Regions from separate parts of the Mus musculus genome. Here regions 1, 2 and 3 are each linked to region 4. Evidence: chromatin contacts called from public Hi-C and targeted proximity ligation data. All regions are on one chromosome and are shown on one strand. The core of a region is the stretch at or near the end of the contact, and the rest is flanking DNA. Distances in the headings are between cores, read along the strand shown. Region 1 has its middle 62 kb from the start of Gm36774. Region 2 has its middle 74 kb from the start of Pten. Region 3 has its middle 25 kb from the start of Gm36774. Region 4 has its middle 67 kb from the start of Mir3970.

Evidence for each region. Hi-C and Micro-C count contacts between places; a contact is called where the count stands out from the background.
Region 1: a contact with region 4 is called in a targeted proximity ligation map of T-cell acute lymphoblastic leukemia, with 6 times the contacts expected there. A contact is called at or near these places in 1 of 39 promoter capture datasets (hippocampal neurons), 21 of 484 Hi-C or Micro-C datasets (bone marrow-derived macrophages, cortical neurons, embryonic fibroblasts and 5 more), 12 of 130 datasets of targeted methods (DN3 thymocytes, the NIH/3T3 cell line, T-cell acute lymphoblastic leukemia and 9 more) and 1 of 9 other capture datasets (embryonic stem cells).
Region 2: a contact with region 4 is called in a targeted proximity ligation map of pro-B cells, with 21 times the contacts expected there. A contact is called at or near these places in 3 of 39 promoter capture datasets (the 3T3-L1 cell line, embryonic stem cells and liver), 43 of 484 Hi-C or Micro-C datasets (the 3T3-L1 cell line, 3T3-L1-derived adipocytes, B cells and 19 more) and 18 of 130 datasets of targeted methods (DN3 thymocytes, the NIH/3T3 cell line, T-cell acute lymphoblastic leukemia and 11 more).
Region 3: a Hi-C map of pre-B cells shows a contact between it and region 4, with 6 times the contacts expected there. A contact is called at or near these places in 1 of 39 promoter capture datasets (the C10 cell line), 16 of 484 Hi-C or Micro-C datasets (B cells, the C10 cell line, CD8 T cells and 12 more), 14 of 130 datasets of targeted methods (the 230-238 cell line, DN3 thymocytes, the NIH/3T3 cell line and 9 more) and 1 of 9 other capture datasets (embryonic stem cells).

What each region holds. Positions count from the first base shown.
Region 1 is chr19:32,865,381-32,870,985 of GRCm38.p6, forward strand. No RefSeq gene overlaps it. Among named protein-coding and RNA genes, the nearest start is that of Gm36774, 62 kb to the right of the region's middle.
Region 2 is chr19:32,828,515-32,833,680 of GRCm38.p6, forward strand. No RefSeq gene overlaps it. Among named protein-coding and RNA genes, the nearest start is that of Pten, 74 kb to the left of the region's middle.
Region 3 is chr19:32,902,369-32,907,639 of GRCm38.p6, forward strand. No RefSeq gene overlaps it. Among named protein-coding and RNA genes, the nearest start is that of Gm36774, 25 kb to the right of the region's middle.
Region 4 is chr19:33,220,961-33,226,797 of GRCm38.p6, forward strand. It overlaps the pseudogene Rnls. Among named protein-coding and RNA genes, the nearest start is that of Mir3970, 67 kb to the left of the region's middle.

The DNA.
Region 1 (5,605 bases), core at 2,916-5,415, 350 kb before region 4:
AAGGTGGTTACCTGATCACTATCTTTACTGCACACCTGTTATGGACAGATACGGATTGCCAAAGCCCGGGAATCCTTATCTTAAGGTCATAAGTATTCTACTGAGGGGCAAGGTGTGTGTTTGTGTGTAAGTGTGTGTATGTGTGAGTATGTGTGTGAGAGTGTGTGTGTGTGTGTGAGTGTGTGAGTGTGTGTGTGCGTACATACACACACCAATGAAGCTTCTATAATGAAGAAGAACAGGATAATTACCTGAAGATCTCCAGCCCCTGGAAACATTGTTTGATAGATATCAGGCTAACGCTTGAAGAAGTCACTTATTTGTTAGCTAGCAAAAGAAAAGTCAAATAATACTGGCCTAATGAGGGGATTATTTGTTTTATGTCCCAGAAATCCCAGGGTTTGTTGTTCCTGGCTGGGACCATCCAGGACTCATGATCTGTGTTTTACCTCATGATCCCTAGCCTTAGGTGTAGCTGTTGCCCTTTTTCAGAAGATTACTTCTGGAAGGCAAGATGGAGAAGGACGAGAAGCTGGAATTGGTAGGACATACTCGAAACCCTGGGTTTGAAGCTGAGACTCAAGGAGGATTTCAAGTTCAATGTCAGCCGGTAGAACAATATTTTGCATTTCAAAATGGGAAGAAAAGGAGGAGGAGGAGGGAGAAGAGAAAGATGAGAAGAAAGAAAAGGAGAGAGGAGAGGAGGAGGCAGAGAGGAGGGTGGGGAGGAGGGAGAGGAGGAGGGTGGGGAGGAGGCAGAGAGGAGGGTGGGGAGGAGGGAGAGGTAGAAGGAGAGAGTAGGAGGGAAGGGAAGAGAACGTGAAAGGTATATGTGTAATGTGTAAGAGAAGCAGAGGGTTCTTAGAAACCTCAGCACATCTCCCCATTTTAGATATGGATACTAGTACAGTGTCACTGGGCAATCTCCAGCTTAGGGAAGGAGACTTGGAGATTAAGCATGCTAGCTGAGCCCATTTTTATTCTGGACAAATCAAAAGTTCTGTAAGAAAGAATAGTAAGGGGGCTGGAGAGATGAGATGGCTCAATGGTTCAGAGCTGTGGCTGCTTTCCCAGGAGAACTGGGTTCAATTTCTAGCATCTACATGACAGCTCAACTGTCTGTAACTCCGGGTCCAGGGGATCCGGCACTCACACAGGCAAAACACCAATGAATATGAAGGTAAATAAACAAACAAAAAGAACAACACAAGTGGAATTGATACCGAGTGCACAACTAATTGTATTTGTCACCGTGGGCTGACTCTGACTTTTAAGGAAAAGAAATTGAGGCTCCAAAGATGTTAAAGGGCTTGTTCAGTTTGTCACAAAACCAGTGAATGGCAGAGTCAGAGCGAAAATCCAGGAGCAAGTGAACCCATGGTTTTCATTCTGAATTCAACGCTGTTGAGCTGCAGTTCAAATCAACAACAAATAGCTCGGCAGTAAACTCCGGGTGGGAATAGTTTGGAAGATTTTTAAGAGGTACAGGACAGAGAGTAGAAGGGGTCACAGAGGAAGATGGTTTCTACTGCTGGAGATGTCTGGGTGCACCGATGTTGACAATCAGAGAGACGTGCGCGGGGGCGGGGGGGGGAGGCGCTCAGCCTGGGAGAGCAGGCGGGATGCCAGTCTTATATATTGCCTCAAATGAACAGGTCGAAAGTGGAATATTTTGTTGCCTGTTTCCTAAGCTGTTTCACTCCCTGCCTCCCTCGCACCCCCATCATTTAAATGCTCACCCAGATGGCCAATTATTTTAAGTTGGAGATCCGACAGGGGTTTGGCCCCCAAATCTCTCCCAAGTCCCTTACCTTCATCGCCACAGCATCTTGCTAACGCAGCTTGCCCCCCCCCCCCATCTTTGTGCTGGAGAATTAAAGTAGCCGCCAAGTGGGTCTTATTGCACCCTCCCCCCACCCCAACACCCCTCGTAACTTCTCCATTTGAATAGGGCCTTTAGGACCTTAAGCCCTGCAAATCAGACCACAGTTCAGCATCTGCTTACGCCCCCCCAAGTGCTTTTCATTGTACTTAGAACTAAGCCCAGCTGTATTTTGGCTTAGACCTCAGTTCCTTAGCTCACTCTTGGAATCCAATTACAGTAGCTCTTTACCGTCTCGGGTCTCGGGGTGCGTTCTTTCCCCTTCTTCTTCCCTGATTCTGTAGCTTTGTAAACACTATCTCCTCAGGCAGGCTTTCCTAGGGGGCTCTCTGAATCTAATCCCCTTTGTTCTCCGTCAGAACACAATTTGTTTCCCCACGTTCAAAGACCACCGTTTCTGTACTATAAAGACGTGTTCGCTGACCTGTGTCTGGTCTGTCTGGACGGAGGTTGTATTTATATATATCTCCATTTCCACAGGGTAGGTGCCGCTTTCTCTTGGGTGGATGAATGAACACATGACAAGATTGACTTAGGAAAGTCTCAAAAGTTAGTAGAATGAGTCGCATGCTCAACTAAAACAAAGCTTCTTAAAACAAACTTTGGCAAAGGGGATCGATTCTGCTCTCTGAGTCAACTCGGAAGGACGAATGGGGTGAGCCCCTGGAGAGTTTCTGTGGGACTGACTGAGGACTTCATGAAGAAGATAAAGGAATTGGATGATGGTTCAATCCGGTTGTTAAGGCAACACTTCCATGGATGTAATGAGTATGCAACCACAGGACAGAATTCTGATGGTGGGAGCTGGTGAGATGGCTCAGTGGGTAAGAGCACCCGACTGCTTTTCTGAAGGTCCGGAGTTCAAATCCCAGCAACCACATGGTGGCTCACAACCATCCTTAACGAGATCTAACTCTCTCTTCTGGAGTGTCTGAAAACAGCTACAGTGTACTTACATATAATAAATAAATTTAAAAAAAAAGAATTCTGATGGTGATGATAGGAAGTCATTCCTTTCTATCAGGGTCTGTATAACTGGTTGTGGACTTTTCTAAGTGTCAGAAAACATGATGGCTCAAACATTGCAATACAAACAGTATGAATCAGTTGGTATGTATAAAGTATCCACCCTCTAATAAATTGTTTTCAACCAGTGAGTTGCGACCCCCTTGGGGTTGAATATCAGCTATCCTGCATATCAGATATTTACATCCTGATTCATAACAGTAGCAAAAAATTACAGCTATGAAGTAGTAATGAAATAATTTTATGATTGCGGGTCACTACAACATGAGGAACTGTATTAAAGGGTCACCAGGATTAGGAAGGGTGAGAAGCATTGCTCTAATATAAGCTGTAAGAAGCTGTCTGCTTATGTCAACTGTTTCTGGGTTCTTTATCAACAATAAGAAGATAGCCACTGATTTTTTTTTTTTTTTTTTTTTTTTTTTAGTATTTTACATAGGGAACGCATCCTGGCAACTCCCTTAAGTAATCAATGAAACCTTTGCCCTATAGGAGGGAGCAAACCTCGGGACACCTGCTGTGACACTCAAGGCTTTCGTTGTTTCTAGTGGACACTGTCAAGGTTGTTTTTCAGTGTGGGGTCATTCAGAGATTCAGGCAAGGACGCATCATCGTAGTCTAGGGTCTCAGAATACTCCTGGAGGTCACCTGAATCTTGTGTCACCTGGCAAAACAAAAGAGAGAGGATATGGGGGAATCACTGAGAAGCTTAAGGTCCAAGACTCTGCCCCTCCCCCTACCGACCAGAAATCCATTTTATGGCTCCATCTAAATGCTGGAAGTCATCGACCAGAAATCAATTCCACGGTTCCACGTAAATGCTAGGAATCTAGGAAGGACTTTCTCATACAACTAGGAGAAGAAATGATTTTTACCTAGTTTCTGTCAAGCAGACATCAAGGGACTTCTCATAAAATATGCAAATGCAGATCTGGGACTCAAGCTCATATCAATTGGACTCTAAGGCTGAGCTGTTAACCTCATGTCTACACCCCCCTCCCTCAAGGTTTCCTGTCTTGTTGTTTTATCCCGTGCTTAGCTACATCCTGAAGAGGTTATGATTGCTTTTTTGTAGAAGACGGAGCGATGGCCAGTTTGAAATGTCTTCTCTGAAGGGACAGAAAAATGGACTCTGTGATACTTCCTGTGTGAAGACTATTCACGTCAACAGCTCAAAGGGCACTGTTCCTGCTTAACCAACTCCTGCAGACATGGGGAGACCACACTTGATCTTATCCTGTGGCAGACTGCTTGCGAAACTCTCAGTTGGATGCCTTTCAACAGCACAAACTGCTCCCCGTTGTGGTCTAGAGAGCCCAACCGGTGTAATAGGCAGAATTCCATTCTGTGAGCTCAGGTGTGTAGGAAAAGCAATTTTATTTTTTTTTCACTTCAAATTGCCACATTGAATTAAGTCCAATATAAGGGTCAATATCTCTGGATGCAGGCGTTTATTGAGGAAATTTTGGAGTTATTACTCATCCTACGAGCAATACTAACATATTTGGTATTGTCTATGTATGTGTAAACTTTAGTTCAAGAGGAATTGAAAGCCCTCTTTCTGGTGGCTTCAGCACCTGCCCATGTGTGAGGCACATGCATAAATAAAAATGCATTTAAAAAAAGTTTCATTAGCAACGTGCAAAAAGACCAGGAAGAGAAAGGGATATACATACAGTATTTGGAAAGCAAACATATTGTTGCGGTTGTTTCCAGGAGTAGCTTCTAAGCCATGGTCTTCATGTGAGTGTAGGAGGCTGCAGGGCCCTTGGATACTGAGGTAAACAAGAGTCCCAATCAAAACTGCACACATACTAGTCCTTTTAGGATGGATGATAACAATGTGGAAGGAAATCTGGATCCAATAATAAGGATGGGGGAGGAACATTTTATCTCCCACCTGGAGGGGGGAAGTTGGATTATTGTATAGAATTTATAATCTTGTCTCATCATAATGAGTGTGGAGGAAAGTAAATTTAGAACACAATCTGCATGAACTGATGTCATGAATTTCTCAATCAGTTTAGTTTCCCTTTTATATACGCATTTCAGGGACATGTAATAAAAATCTATGTCCCCAAAAGTCTACAGAGATTTTCAGCAAAAATAAAATAAAAATTTTAAGGGCTGAGAATGGACTCTTTCATAGATTAATTTGAGACATAACTTCTTTCTTAGTGGGACACAAATTAATGATGCATTTTATAACCAATGGTGTCTACGTATCAACAAAATAGCTGATTGAGCTCTCATTCCTTTGTGTAATGAAAATTAAATTTCAGTCAGCTCAGCAGCTCAGTTCTTCACCCCAACCCCCCCCAGCCCCCTCCAGCCCCCCCCAGCCCCCCTCCCAACCCCAAGAGCTCTCTGAGGCTGCTAAGGCTGGCAATGTTTTCTCATCTCTCACTTCCTGCTTCCAGTTTTTCCTCTCCTCAGTGACCTTGATCTTTAAAACTCAGTGGAAGAACAGACTTTCTTACTTCCTGGACATTCATAGACAAGCCCTCTATTGACTATCCCTTAATCACCTTTGAAAGTGGAATTATTGCTGGGCTAAGGTGGTGTATGCCTTTAATCCCAGCACTCAGGAGGCAGAGGCAGGCAGATCTGTGTGAGTTCAGTCTACCAAAAAAAAAAAAAAGTTAGATTATCATATAAAGTTTATAATCTTTATCTCATCGTAACCAGCCACATGCA
Region 2 (5,166 bases), core at 2,602-5,101, 390 kb before region 4:
CCTTCTCATCTGCCCATACCAGGTATTCTTTAGCAAGTACTTCAGTAAGTACAGCCATTGTAAGTCACAAGAGCAATTAGACTTCTTCATGGTAGAAATAATTAGCTGATGGAAAGATTATATTTTAGGATTATAAATGTTCTTGGGGGGGGTTTGTTTTTGTTTGGGAGTTTTTGGTTTGTTTTGAGACAGGGTACTTAGGCTGGCATTATACTCACGATATAGTTCTGGCTGACCTGCAGCACATGATCCTTTGGCTTCAGTCTCCCAGGTAAGAATACTGGAATTACAGATGTGTTGCCAACACCTCTGGTTATTAGTGATGTGTGTGTGTGTGTGTGTGTGTGTGTATACACACACAGTGAATGTTTTACTCTTTTGGTAAAAATGGAGGTCTGAGGTAAAAGTTTCCTATGTCAGCTGTCCATAGGGAAGACTTAAAAGACTTTGCTTCAAAAGATTGAGGGCTGGTGAGATGGCTCAGCAGTTAAGAGCACCAACTACTCTTCCAAAGGTCCTGAGTTCAAATCCCAGCAACCACATGGCGGCTCACAACCATCTGTAACAAAATCTGATGCTCTCTTCTGGAGTGTCTGAAGTACAGCTACAGTGTACTTACATATAATAAAAAAGTAAGATTAAAACAACATCAGGATGAACATGATTTTCTCAGGTATAAAATGGTGGCTAAGAGGTACTTGGAAGTCTCAAGCAACTTGACTGAATCTCCAAAAACTTAAGTAAGTCAGGTTCTTTACCTGGAAGGCAAAACAGCAGCACAGGGAGGAAAAAAAAAATCAAAGTACTGAAGCAGAAGTAAGAAGAGAATGTGACGCAGGAAAGAAGTGAGGAGAGCCCAGACTACACAAGAGGGAGGCCAGAGCCACAGCGGAGTTGTAGCCTGGTGGTTCTGAGTCTGCCCTGGGTGAAAAGCATATTTCACTTTCCTTTAGGGAGAGGTGATTTCATTCCTGAAACCTTAAAAACAAAGTATCCAACTTCACAGCTAGGTAGTAAGGAATTGGATTTGAACCCAGCATAGTCTGTGGTTTCTTCCATAGTATGACACAGTCTCTCTCTGTTTTTTTGTTTTTTGTTTTTTTTTTTTTTTGGTTTTTGGATTTTCGAGACAGGGCTTCTCTGTGTAGCCCTGGCTCTCCTGGAACTCACTCTGTAGACCAGGCTGGCCTCGAACTCAGAAATTCACCTGTCTCTGCCTCACAAGTGCTGGGATTAAAGGCGTGCGCAACCACGCCCGGCTGGCACTGTCTCTTAGAGTCAAATGCGAAACAGTTGAAAATTGAAGCTCTGAAATAAATTGTATCATGGAGTCACTGGATATTCTTCATTTGTTAGAAATAGTAAAAAGAACAAACCAGTGTTAGGTCTTGCCAAAAAAAAAAAAAAAAAAAAAATGGACATCAAAAATAATTGCTTAGGTACTGGGGAGGTGGCTCAGCAGTTAAGAGTCCTGGCTACTCTTGCAGAGGGCTCAGATTTGGTTCCCAACACCCCAATGGCAGCTCACAACCTATGGAACTCAAGTTTCAAGGAATCCAACGAATGCCCTCTTCTGGCCTCCATGAGATTGCATGCTTATAGTGTTTCACATACAGTGCGGGCAAAATACTCATGCACATAAAGATAAATCTTTAAAAAAAAGCCATTTAATTCAAGCCATAAGAGTCTTGACAGGGTACATTGGTAAGTTATGGGTATATAATGGTGTGTATCAGGAGACAGAATTGGAGCTCTGACTTGCTAATGCGGTGTGAAATCCATTAAATAAATGTCCTTTGTTTTTGTTTGAGCTGGAATATTCAGATTGGTGGATGGTGCTCAGTTAACTTCCACTCAGCAAGTCTGTTATGTGCCTCCAGTTAGAATCACCCTAGTGTAGAAGCTAGAGAAGCTTGTAGACCATGCCGCGGGAACAGCAAGTGCAACAGTTTGATGTGGGAACAAAGCTAGGACACCATGAAAGGAAGGCAGAGCAGATCGTAGGATAAAATGGTGGAAGGTGAATTTTGGAGAAATACTCAGAGGAGCTCATGGACTGATCAAAGCATAATAAAACCACTGAATCATTCCGCACAGATAGCAACTAAGAATCTCTGCACCAACCAAGGGTTTGTGTGACTCTCCTAGTCCCACACTCCCCTCTCCGGCCATGCTAACTGCCGTTAGGTGTGTTTGGGGGTGGGGTGGGGTGGGCGGGGCATCTTTCTAACTTATTCCATGCTGAAAGGGAGAACAGAGAGGGGCAGCCATCAGAGTGTCTCTCAAGAGGGTCAATAAGGAGCTTTGATAAACTTAACTGATGATCCTGAACATAAGGCAACCATTGGTGACTATGCATCCTCGGAGCTAGCTCCGTGAGCGGCATAGAGTCTTTAACACACTGTTAGTACTATTTTAATTCCTATTGAAAAAGTAGTCCAGAAAATTGTTGGAGAAGCTGAGTGTGGCAGCTCGTGTCTTCAATCCTAGCCCCTGGGAGACAGAAACAGGAAGGTCTCAGTTCAAGGCCAGCCTGGTCTATATAGTAATTTCCAGGTTTGTCAGAACTATGTAGAGAGATCTGTCGGAGAAAAAGAAAATGCCGTGGGTGATTATGCCCCATTTAGAGAAAGATCACAAGAACCTTAGTAGGCTTTGTCATCAGTAAGATGCTATTTTCTTTGCCACCACTGTCCATTGCAAGATGTATATGGTGGAGCAAACTGGTAGTCTGGCTTGGGTTTGTCTCAAACCCAAGCCTTTAATTAGTTTAAATTTAGAAGTTGGCCTTTTGGTTTCTTCCATCACAGCCTCATGGGGGGTTAAGAAACCAAGTTAATGAAGAAAATTCCTTAACCCGATGAGTAATATTAAGACTTACTTAGTAAGACAGAATGTAAATCGTGCAGCTGACTGGACCATGTGCCAAAACCCTGTGGAAAGAGGGGGTCAGAGAAAACCGTCTTCTCTACATCTAGACTGAGTGAAGTTTTGCTTGAGAGATCTGAGTCTAACTGCAACTGGCTGTTACTCCTTAGGCCTCGGAGCCCTGCCTAAGAAGTGGATGCCTGGGAACTCCTCCAGACTTGTCCAAGTAATTTTCCCATTGGCACTGCCCACCTAGGGAAAGGGGCCAAAAACAGATAAGAAAGATGGCAAGCTTCAGGCTTCTTTCCCACACTCCTGACCTGAGACAAAGGCCTAAGGGCCTGGTGGGCTTTTTCTTCTGACAATAGACCCCCTTGCTGGTAGGCTGTTCTGACAAGTTCAAGGCTGAGGCCACATATGGGCACATTAGCCTCTCTCCTTGCTTTTGTTCAATCTGACCAGGCCTAAATTAGCAGAGGAAGACTATTCAAAGGCCCTCAAAACTCCCAGCCCTCCATAAGAAACTGGACTTCAGTGTCCCCAGTCCTCCTCTAACTTTCAGAGGTTCTTTCTCTGTGTCTCTTACCATGTGTTTCCTCGCCCCTAGTAAAAACCTTGCATCAGCCATTAAAGAAAATCTCCCCATGAAACATGAAAAGTAACTGTAGGGTTAAACAGGCATAGGTCTTGTTCCTTCATCTTAGTTTTTCAACGGAGCTGGGACCCACATATAGCCTGGTACAGCAGGGGTGTTATGATTAGCTAAAATGGGAATCCTGTTCTCTGGCTGGGGGTTGGGGGCAAAAAAAAAACTGATACAAGAGCCAGAGAGCATAGTGGGGCTAGAGGTGGGTCACTGGGGAAAATACAGACTAACTAGAAAGGAAATCTTTACTTCCAATTTAGGGACTTCCATGTACCCGACACTTATCCCCAAGGGGGATGGGTATAGAGACAGAGCCCAGGGAACACGCCCAAAGTGTCAAACATGAAAGTGAAAGTGATGGAGTTCCCACTCAGAGGTGAGACACAACTCACAATCTGAGTTTACCAGTTGATTTCATTCATCCACCTATCCATCCATCCAATGCTTTTCTGAAAATTATAACAGGACCTTTGCTGTACACAGTACGCCATCCAATGTTTCCTAACTGGGAAGGACTGGGAAAATGAGAGCAACAAGGAAAAAGACAATCAAGCGATGCCAACTGCAGATTTCCCAGATGGAAATGCTTAGACTAAGTCAAATGACAGACAAAAACAGCTATTGTAATGATTGTGTTATAATCATATTGTAAAATGATTAGAAATATACAACTAAATGGAAAGATGGTCTCAGCAAACAAAATTACGTTATTTCTAAAAGATATGGCATCTGAAAGAAGAAAAGAACATACAAAATGGACAATTCAAGAGAGGCTATGAAGAGCCTAGCCAGTAGATGAAGAGAACTTGGTAACTATCCATCTTAAGAGCAGCTTGAGAATCAATTGTCTTACTTACTCACTTTACATCCTGCTCACTGCCCACTCCCAGTTAGCCCCTCCCACAATACTTACCTCATCCCCTGTCCTCTTCTCCTCTGAGTGGGTGGGGACCCCCTGGGTATCTCCCCACCCTGGCACACCAAGTCCCTGAGAGGCTAGGCTCTTCCTCTCCCACTGAGGCCAGACAAAGCAACTCAGCTAGCAGAACATATCGCACCCACGCACAGGCAACAGCTATTGGGACCCTCTCCCTTAGCCCCACCTCAACCTCACTCCAGTTGTCCAGGACCCACGTGAAGATCAAGCTGCTACATATGTGCGGGAATTGCTTGATAATCTTAAAGGGGGGGCTGTAGCTTTGAAAAGCAAAAATGTATCTGAGTGTAATTAGCTACAGAGTACTTAATGAAACGCTAACCTTAGTACTTTTATGTGCTTGCCACAGACACTTATGAAGAAGCTCCTCCTGCTTGTCAGCTGCCTTGAGTAAGGAATTAGCATCATCATAAGCCCTGCCTTGGTGATGGTAAAAATTTCCTGTAACGATGCTGTATAGCCTTAAAGCAATAAAGCATGCTCAATGCTCCATCTACAGTTTCCTGGTTGGATCCATTCAGTTGTTGTCTACCTGCAGTGGAAGGAATTTGGAAACCTAGCGACTCACCACTAGATCATGGTCAAAATTCATCTCCGGAATTGGTACCCAATGGTAGTTTTGCTTGCTGGCTATGGTTAACTCTTTGATGTAGCCTTGGCAGTCAGACCTTTAAAAAAAAATGTCATACAGAAGCTAACCGGTCATGTAGATATA
Region 3 (5,271 bases), core at 2,388-4,887, 320 kb before region 4:
AGCTCATGAAATCCTCACAGAAGCCCTAGGAAGATGGTTCTAAAAGGGCTTTGGGAGGCTGAAGGCCTTCCTACTAGTTCCAACACCATCACCACAGAACAAAGCCGCTGTACGCTCTCTCTGCATCTGGTTTGAAGATTTAAACTAGTTTGAACTCTAGCATGTTACAAAATATTTGGAGGAGACCCACAGATATCACTTTAGTGTTTGATAATTTACCATGTAGGATTTAGTTTTTAGTAAATACGCCTAGTGTCAGCAGTCCAGGAGACATTTAAGGCAGCGGATAGAAACCTGGGCAGGTGTGAGTAGGAGAGGTGGTCTAGCGAAATCTGAGAGGACTCTCCAGGATCCGACACTGGTTAGGCTGTGAGGGAGTGGGAATTACATAAAGTGCCTTTCAGACTTGGGGAGTGAGAATCAGCTCTCTCTTCTACAGACGTTTCACTAGAAGACACATGAAGACATTGTGAGCCTACATAGATTTTCCGTTGGAGGATTAACATCGTACTCTCTCATTCTTACACACCTAAGGAGATATTTGATGAATCTAAACAGACAAAGAAACATCTGGCCTCTGAATAATCCTCCCTGAGAGGCACTGGTTAAATCTGTAAATACTGAATCAAAAACAAAACAAAAACAACAACAACAAAAAAAAAACAACTAAATCAACCAAACCAACCAACCAAACCAACCAAACCAACCAATCAACCAAAAAACCCCAACTCTGTCTCCTCTGCCCCTCACTAAGCATTTTCCCTAGGGCTACTATTCTTTTCATGGACTACTGCTTAGGGGCATCTCTCTACTGTCCTTCCACACAGTTTTACTGATTTCACTACAGCTCTGTTATAGTAACTAGGTTAAGCCCATTTCATAGATAAGAAAACTGATGCCAAAGGAGGCTAATTGCTTTAGCCAAATTATATGGCACCTTAATGAAGGAACCAACACACTGGCGGTGAAATCCTACCTTCTACCCTCTCCACCACACTGCCCTTTAGGACAGAATTTGACTCCCCAAAGAGTTTTAAGCTGGTATTCTGGGGCTTGTTTAAAATCCTTACAGAGATGTTAACGGCTTTAAGTCAGGTGGCGATAAAACAGATTTGAACACCTGGCTGCATTTTCTTTTCTTCAGTCTATCTGGGACCCCACCTCTGGCTTCTCTCATGGACCCCCCCCCCCAGCCCCTGCTTTGAAGTGTCTCTGTTTTGTTCATTCGAGAGGACAGGTCAGCATCTCTCAAGCAAGGGCTGGCTCTGAGCCCATCTCACTTTTGCAATGAATTTAGCAACATCTGCTTTGCCCATTAAAGTGATTTTTCTCTTCCTGGCCCTGAGCCTGTAGGCTTGCTGCAATTGATTACTGGCCATTTCCTTCCCAAACCAGAGGATTCAGTGAACTCTAAATTGAATTGTTGCTCGCTTGTCTTGTTTAGTCCAATGTATACGGTTTACGTGCAAAATGGTCAAGCCACTTAGTTCCTGAATCTATAGACTGATGATTCTGGTTAAGTGCAGGGGAGGGGCTATCAAGTGACAGTTCCCGTTTTTTTTGTACATAGTTGCCCAGGGCTGTGGTTACCCCTGGGTTTCTTAATTTATACCTAAGGAGGAGGAAGTGGGTGGAGGAATCACCTTGCTTCCAGTTAGGCTGTTGAAGCATGCAAACTATGCTTAAGTCAGGTTATGTCACCATCGATTTAAGACAGCAGTTGACTTGGAACCCTGACTAGGAGACATTTGAAAAACTTAAAACTTTAGTTCTAGAAGTATGCCATGATTAGATTTCACTACTTTGAAAATAACAGGGTTCAAGCCCCCCCCCCCACCCCACCCCACCCCACCCCACATGGTTTAATTGTTATTGAAGCAAAGCCAAAGCGGAACGGCCACTGCTCTGACTCTTCTCTGATTGGTAGGTCCCTAGTTATCCTTTGAAGGAGTGGAAATGCTCACTTCCAGAAAGCCTGCCCGTCTCGTTCACCTCTCGACTCCCAACACCAACACACTGAGCACACACAGCTCACCCCCATGGGTGAATCAGCATGGGTGAATGGGAGAAAATGCATCTTGGGAGGAGACACCTTGACATCTTTGGTCCCCTATGCTTTCCTGATGTGTCTCTCCTTCCCTGAAGACTGTAATGGCTTCATATGAAGACTTATTGGTTATTTAGAGAAGTGGAACTCAGGAGTCTGCTCCACCCCACAGGAGGGGGAAAAAAAAATCAAAGGAACTCATTACTAACTGAATTGCTGCTGTTTATCAGAGCGGTTAATTTAAAGCTAGGTGTCTAAAAATAAGACAAAGACAACATGAATGACTAAGTCAGTAACGGTGGCTGTGGCTTGAGACCGGCTGAGTCATTGCATTCTCTGTTTCTTTGAGAGGATAGTCTCCCCTTTCCACCACAGTGGCTCACGGCACACCCACTATTATCTGCAGATGCTTCTGAAATGATTATTGACAACACGGCTGCTCATGGCTCGACCAACAGAACCCTTTTGCAAACATCGTCAGCATCAAGTTTGAGGCTCTGTGCCTTTATTTCCGGGAAGGATCTCCCATATTGAATTATGACAGTGAGAGATATTAGTAAAGGCAAGAAGGGATAGTTCAGCATGAAACATAGAGCCAGACCTCTTAACCGATTTGATTGTGAACTGAACCCCCAAAGCAAAAGTGTTAAGAATTCCTGGGGGTTTGGAGATTCTGGGAAGGTCCTAGGTATTCATTTCTTTCTTTAATCCCTAAGCATTGACAGATGGCTTCTTAGGCCTACTGCTGAACCAGGCTGATTCAGAAGAGCGGGGAGGGAGACTTAACTGGGCTTCTCGCAGTTAAGGAAAAGACACCCCATACTTTCTCTGGCTGTGAGACTATAACAGAGAAAAAAGTAGGAAACCAATCCAGCTGCCTGCCCTTGGTTTTCACCAGGCACTTATTGGGGTTGGCTAGTGAGTGCTTTCTCCTTCCTCTCCCCGTGACAAGTGAGACCTGGCTGGGCTTAGTCCTGATTCCCTTTGGCTGCCAATCACCCAGCAGCTGCGATGCGGAGGTCATTCTTCCCTTTTCCAGGATTTCTGACAGAAGTGGAGCAGGACTTTTCTAGAGAACAGGATCACGCCAAGACCCAACTCTTCAGGTCAGGGCAGAGTCTGAAATTCCAGGTGGAATAAAGCTTTGGCCAACCACCACAGTCACCAAAATGACAGTTTACCTTAAGCAAATGCTGTCCTGTAGCAGGCCCTGGATAGGCGGGGCACCTCATCTGAGGTCCTCAGACAGCTTCATGAGCTGGGTTTTATAGTCTCCTTTTACTAACGAAGAAACTGAAGTTCCTAACATTGATTTTCTTCTAGGAGGAGGGTTACTGAGCATGCAAGGCATGGTGTGAGCAATGCTGGATACAATGGGAAACGAGATAAACACAGTCCTTCCTGTAGGCAGCTGGCATTCAGCTACTAATTGTGGCAGCGTCAAGACTGGAACCTTGGTTGGCTCGACTCTAAAGATTACTTAAATTCTATGTACAATTTCTTATAATCTAAGATACCTCCCGGGGGCATGCTGGAAAGTCAGCCTGCCCAGAGCAAACACTGAGTAGATAAGATATGAACTAGGTTGACCTTGTAATGTTAGACTGTTGTGAATGGTAAACTCACACGGCCGGGCACCCGGTCTATCTTTTGCCACACTCTCAACTATCTCTGAATAAGTCTGTGCCGGACAATAGAGAACTAGCAGTCACATTCTGGCTTTCCCTTTACCTGAGAATGGCTTCCCCAGCCTGGCTGCTAAAGCACAGTGTGGTAGGACAGAGGAAGTCTCTGTGCCTTTACATGTAATGGCTTTAATTCTTCTTCTTCTTTTTTTTCTTCTTCTCAATTTTCACACGCCCCTGCACTTCCTGCTCTTTCCTTTGCCTGGAAGCGGAAGTACTGAAGAGACAAACTGTTCTTATGGTTTTTAGACTCTGGCTGAAACCAGAAAGGCTCGGGTTTCAGAAAAGCAACCCTTTCTGGGTTCTTTGTCTAGGAGACAGGGCTGGATGCCGAGAACTTTGAGTTTCTACTCCTTTGGCTTGTCTGGACTCAGCAAGGCCAATTAAAAAATTGATCTTACCTGCAGCTTCATTGTTTAACACCAGACACCTCACTGACTTTCATTTCCCGTTTGTAACTGAATGGATGGGTCATTAACGGAGAGGCAGTAATGAGATTCAGTTCTTGATTATAGCTTGATCATACACTGATTTGCTCACTCGACAAATATTTATCAAACAACCTAATATATCCTTCATAAAGAACCCTTATGAACATTCCTAAAGAGACAGCACCTTGTAGGGGAAAAAAAATTAAGTATGCTTCATGATAGAAGAGGAAATTGCTCTGGTGTTTTGGGTGGGGGAGACAACCACTATTTCAATAGGATTGTTAGGAAGATCTGAAGGTGCTGAGGGAGGAAGCAAGCTATTGGATGCAAGGGAAGAGGGTTTTAGGTGGGGAAAAAAAAAACCAAATGCAAGTGTCCCGAGCCTTGAACCCCTAGCGTGCATAGAACAGCAGGGCAGCTAGTAGACTTGGAACACAGTCAGCAAGGGTCAGAGAGGAAGGAGACAGGCAGAGGGGAAATGGGGTCAGCTGTGCCCTGAAGACTTGAGAACAGAGGAAGTCTTTCAGGCTGTTTTGGGAGCGAGCTGGGGAGCCTCTGGAAGGTTTTGAGCTGAGAAGGAATATGCCCTGGTAGTTACTAACTGCATTGGCTATTTTTGCAGAAACAGAAGGGACCTCCAACTGACCTGCCTACACACGAGGAGCAAGGGACAATGGATGGATGCGAGATATGTTGGTGTCTCCTTCCCCTCCATGGCAAGGTATTGCTCTCATCTCAGTTGAGGCAGAGGGGCCTCTTCCAGTGTTAGTGACTGTCAGCCCAACCCGCAGCCTGAGGAGGACGTAGCAGGCATAGTTGTGGAAAGCTTGTACAGCGATCCTTCCCCAGGTTCAAGGAAAACATCTGTCCTTGGCCTTTCCCAGGGTCAGAAGCTGCTTGCCTCTCTCATCTTTAAAGCCAGCAGTATTTCTCTCACCCTTCCTCCTTTCGTCAGTTTCTCTCTGACACCGCCGGAAAGGAGTCTCTACTCTTAAGGGATTCTTGTGGTCAAGTTGGGCCCACCCAGATGATCTGGAATAAACTTGTCATCTCAAACCTCCTCGGCTGCATCAGGGAACATATTCACAGATTCTGGAAACTGCGTGCA
Region 4 (5,837 bases), core at 2,136-4,635:
CCAAACTATAATACCCAGTAGAAGATCATTTCCAAAACCACTATCTCAGTCTTTGTTGAGTGCTCACCATGTGGCCAGCTCTTCCTCTATATGAGAGAAGCTTTCATATATAATTGCCCATTTATAATTATCTAGTAGAGACATGGAAGTTCAGAGTCTTTCCCAAAGTTGTACACTGATAAGTCAATCAACTTCCACTTAAATATGGACTTCTTAGCTGCCAAGTATAAGATGTGTGGCTTTCAATAAATGGCTTTACACCTAGGAGCCGTGGCTTTTTAACCTGTCAGTTGGAAATTTCCAATCAGTTACAGATGTTCCTACAGCCTCAGTACCACTTAAGAGACCACATGGACACATCGTATACATCACAACACATAGCATGCAGAGAGCACTTAGAGCTACTCTAGGGAAGAGCAATCAGAAGTACGTTGGAGGTGCACTTACACACAAAACAAACATAGTAGTTTAGTCCAAGCTGAGGGAAAACAGTCCCAATCCAGCTGGCAAGTTGTGTCGTTCACTTATGAGCCACGAGCCATTTGTTATAAAAGAGAACCTAACATGAATTAACCACTAAAGCCACATTTAAACAGGACTGATGCTGTGGACTAGGTAACTGAGTCAACAGCTTAGCATCATTCTCCCTTGGCTTTGGTACTTGCTAACTGTATGACCTTGGTCGAGTCATGTACTCTTTCTGAGCCCAGCAACCTTATCCATAACATGTGGGCTCTAAGTAGCATATCACACAGAATGTTACGATGATGAAAAAGACCACTCAGCCTAAGCTGATGCACACCTTTAATCCCAGTACTTGGGAGGCAGAGGCAAACACATCTCTGTGAGTTCGAGGTCAAGCTGACAAGTTCCAGGACAGCCAAGGTTACACAGAGACGATACCCCTCCAAAAAGACCATTCATTGGGCAGGAGAGACGGCTCAGTAGGTAAGGTCAATGGCTGTTTCAGCGGACCTACCTTCTATTCCCAGGCCTGACCAGACCTCTTACAACCACCCAACTCCTGTTCCAGGGGGTCTGATGCCCTCCTCGGGCCCCGGCAGGCACCAGACACATACATGCTGCACAGGCACACATGCAGGCAAGTCATACACATAAAATGAAATATTAAAAAAATTACATGCATTAAAAGTCCATAACACAAAGGTGAGACGGAGCTCAGCTGCTACTTCATCTCCTCACCTCTGGCTCTGTATAATGAGCGGAGGTTTAAGAGGCAGGGTGAAACAAGACCAAACAAAGCCAGAACAAGCCAAAGCTAAATACCTGAAGCAAAAAGTACAGTTGAGCATGTTGTTTGGGCACTCGAAGGTGAGAAGTTAAGGACGAAGGATGGAAGGATTTGACTAGAGCTATCAGAGAGAACACACAACACCCAGATCTGAATTTCAGATGAACAATGGATTTCTTCAGTATCCCAAATATTGCACCAGACATTCTTTTACTAAATAAATTATTCATTGTTTATCTGAAATTCTAGTATAAATGGGTGTCAGTGTTTTCATTTACCAAACCATGCAACCTCGACAGCCTGATTTTTGTAAGAAATCTCTTAACCCTGTAAGGACACTCGGAGTTCAGAAGAGCCTGACGTGGGCAACTGCAGAGCCATCCTGGGAAAGGTCGCACCCTCTGCCACCCTTTGTTTTGTGAAGCAAGGGCCTCATGGGGAAAACCTCAAGTGAGCAATTTTCCCTTCCCTGCACCCTCCACATGAGCCTGCTGCAGAGAATGCTGGGGAGCCTGCTGCAGCCTCCTTACCCGCTTGGGTCTCTGTGACCCAGGTTTTCCTTGGGTGAGGCCCTGTGGTCACGCTATAGTGACTGTTTGAACCCCCACCACACCCTGCTTGGTTGCCAGTGGGTGGGGGCAGAAGAGGTAGAAACAGGGAAAGAATGCTTAGCCGTTTTGATCAGCTGGGTTGTGCTTTGTCAGATGGTCTCACAAAACTTTAATTCCTGCTTTGATGCCTAGTGGCCGCACAGTGTCCTCGCCAGGCTTGTCTTAATAGGCTGCTTGCATGAAGTCAGACGGATCGCCTTTGTTGCACTTTCGTACACCTCATGACAGCGGCTCTTTTACGTTAAGGAGGAAACTCTGTGGTTAAACTGTAGCCTAGGTATTTTTAGAGCCGTTACCATGTTAACCAAATTTCATACATTTCACCTGCAGGATATGCAGTAACACCAAGGCCTTCCCTAAAAGCTAACCAAAAAAAAAAAATGTATTTAAGCAATTAATGCAATTAATACTGTCTTTAGGACTAAGACCATGTTATCTGAGAACAGAGTCGCTGGTGCTGACACCTTTTCTCTTCTATTTTTTTTCTTTTTGAATGGATGGATGGTAATGTCTTTAAGGGAGTACCTTTTTCTTTGATACAAGTGACTTGAAGGGCCAGAACCAAAAGCTTAAAGCTGGTTAGTTCTAAAGGTCAGAGCCTGAAGGCAGCGACTCCTTTGTGAATCATTAAGCTTTCCTAAGCTGCTTCTGACAGACTTCTGGCTTTGCGCCACCTGTCTTGGGTCATTTTACACTGCGAATCCTTATGCTGTTCCAGTTTTTAAGTCAGTAGCAAAGGTTATGAGAAAGACAGAACTTGTGTTGCTGTTGTTTTCCTTCTCAATCCGGCATCGCCCCTAAGCTTTCAGAGCACAGAGCCAGTTTGTGTTTAGGGCATCTTCACACGCCCTACTAGAGAGCATTTAAAGAAGACCCATGGGTCCACAGATGAGCCAGATGTGATGGAAGGGATACCCATTAGCAATAAAGTGAGAGTCCCCATCACTACTGACCAGTGATTTTCACCACTAATCCCAGCACTGAAAGTTCAAGATAGAACTAATATCTGAGGTGCTATCAGATATTATCTTCCATCATCAGTTAAACTGGATGAGTTTTGACATACTTAGAATTCGCTGTGTTAGCCCAATGAGGTTCAAGTGACAGGACACGTCACTGCCAAGTTCTATGCCAGTTTATCTTCTAGTCATCTGAATAAAAGTCACTCTGCACCAAAAAAATTCTCTTAAACACAACGAAATTCTGTTTTATGGAGCCAAGGGACATTAAGCTGCTAAAACACATGCTTTCAAAATCGAATGTGGAATAGCTGTCCTGTTTCTCAAGGGAAAAAATACACAGTTAAACCTTGCTTATTCATAATAACCCAAACTTCCGGAAGGCTTAAGCATTTGGAATTGCTCCAAACCCAAAAGAGGGGAGGAGGGAAAGGGAAGGGTTTGGAGAGCAAGGGGATGGGGGGGGGGGGGGGGATGGAGGGAGAGAAGGACAGAATGAACCAGCAGCAAGCAAGCCAGTTTTTAGAAGTAGACCTGAAACCCTAGCAACACTGAAAGAAGACCTGGAGCTTGCATCTGATTGGCTTACCAGCCAGCCGGAATGCTGAGCTCTGATTGGCTAGTGATGATGTCTCCAAATAATCAGCCTTTTGCAGGGAAGCAAATTTATCTGGCAGAAAGGACAGGAGGTAGAAGAAGCAGGCAAGAAGCAAAGGGAAGCGAACAGGGCAAAATGAATGACAGGTTATTTGTAACAAAGGTGGCAGCTGAGACGACAATGAGAACAAGAATCACTATTTATGTAGCTGCTTACAGTTTTTACAAACTAGGCTCCCTGAAATTACTGACACTGTCTTCAGAAGGACCTTCAAGGATTGCAGAAGTGAAATGACATTCCCCAGGTTACACAGCGAGTAAGAAAAAAGCTGAGGTCACCGGTCTCTAATCCAGGGCTGTTGACACCACAGAGTCTCTGGAGAGAATAATTTGGAGTTATCCTGAGGAATTGAGCTAATCCTCTGATCACAGAAAAGACCACCAGCAGCCACATCAGCTACAGTTTAGTGGGAGATGCAGAAAGGGCGTAGGGCTCACTGCCCTTTGCTACACAGAGGTTGAAATCATCGCTCAAGAAATATCTCCATGCACATTAGGAAGAACGGCTAGTGTGGTAGAAAGGAGGCTTGCATCTTGAGTGCTCAGTGCAATCATTTATTTACCCGGGATGGCTCACAGTGCCAACAACAGCATAATCATCTGTCCCCCAGTTGTTCAGCTATAAATGCGCAGATCATTTTTGTTTCAACTTTCTTCCCATATGCGATGCCTCTGTAAGGCCTGTAGCTGTCACTTCTAAAACCCTGAAGCCAGGTGCTTATGCCATATCGCTGGCCGCCATACTCTCCTCGGAGCCACTGTACTGTTCGACTGGGGTTTCAGTTCATTGCTCCAGCTGTGGTTTTGTGTTTATACCCTCGCTTCCCTAACTTCATCTTCTTCCCGCCCAGTCAATTCTCTGGAATATGTCAAATGCTTAAACATTACACTAAAAATGACATTCAAGGGTTCTAGCAGGGCCCAGCCTGAGTTCACTGTAAGTGCCTATGCCCAGGGCATATTGCTCGACACATGGTGGCCTCCTTTGTGGCTCTAGAGCAGAACCTCTCTCTCCAGTGCTGTTCTTGTCTTCATGTCATCAGACTTCAGGCTCACGTGGCTTTTCCTACAAGCTGATCTAAGTTCCCTGTTATTTTCTTATATGAATTCTTTTTATTGACTTCCTGTGATTTCTCAACTGAAAAGATTGTTTTTATTTGACTGCTTAGCCCTCCTTTTATATGTCTCTTTACTATGAAGCTCTATGAAGTTAAAACCTAGGATTTCACACACCACCCAGGAAAGTAGTGCATAGTGCTTAGTGGGTGCTTGATAGCTGTGTTGAATGAATGAATGAATGAATGAATGAGCAACCAGAGCTTTAGCATGTTTGGTGTTCCATGACACCTCTCTACCAACAACTAGGGACAGGGCTCCTGTAGGACAGTCTGTTGTTCTGTAATTCTTTTCAAAGTCATGATTGCTAATAAGCTACCATCATTTAGAAAGTTCTGTGAAATTCCTAACATAATTTCTGAAAGTGGGGGGAGGAAAATCTTGTTTAGACCTAGGCCTGGGGCATGGTAACAATGCATAGGTACCACCCACTGGTCATATAAGTTGTCAACTTTTTTTTTATTTGCCCAAATTGTGTCTCTGAGGGATAAACATATCCTTAGCAAAATGCATCAACCTATTGGGATTTTAAAGTCATAATTGAGCCAACGCCTTGGTCAAAGTATTGTTGCTTTAATTATGCCCATTTATTTCAACATTCCAATTTTGGAAATTTTTTAGCTGCCCCATTACATTTTCTTTTGCAAGTGAAAATTGTCACGATGCCCTCTGGTGGAATTAAAATTTTTCTTCCTTCTTTCCTTTCTTCCCTAGCTCTGTCCCTCGCGCCCTCTTTCCCTCCTTCCATCTTCCCTTATCTGTTTATCCTTTTATGTATTTAGAATGAAACACAGGAGCCATGGGATTTATATTACTTTGCAATGCTGACTGACTAGGTATTATATCAAAGGTCAGATTAAAGATGATGGTAACTACAACACTCATAGCTATATTTACAAACATGATCAGAACAGAGGAGCAAGAGTTGGCTGTGGCTCACCAAGAATAAGCAGGACTTGTGTCATTATATCCCCACTAGAGCTGATGCAGCTGACAGAATGGCAAGGCTTTCAAAACTGGTTCTGTGCACCAGGTCACGACTTCAGTACTTCTTTGTAGAGCCATGTCATTCTTCCTTTCCTTTCCTTTCCTTTCCTTTCCTTTCCTTTCCTTTCCTTCTTTCTTCTTTCCTTTCTTTCTTTTCTTTCTTGTTTTTTTTTTTTTTCTTTTAGGCAATCTGGATTACACACCAAACGAGATCCTGCTTAAAAAGAAATCAGACTTTTGGGCGATCCAACCCCT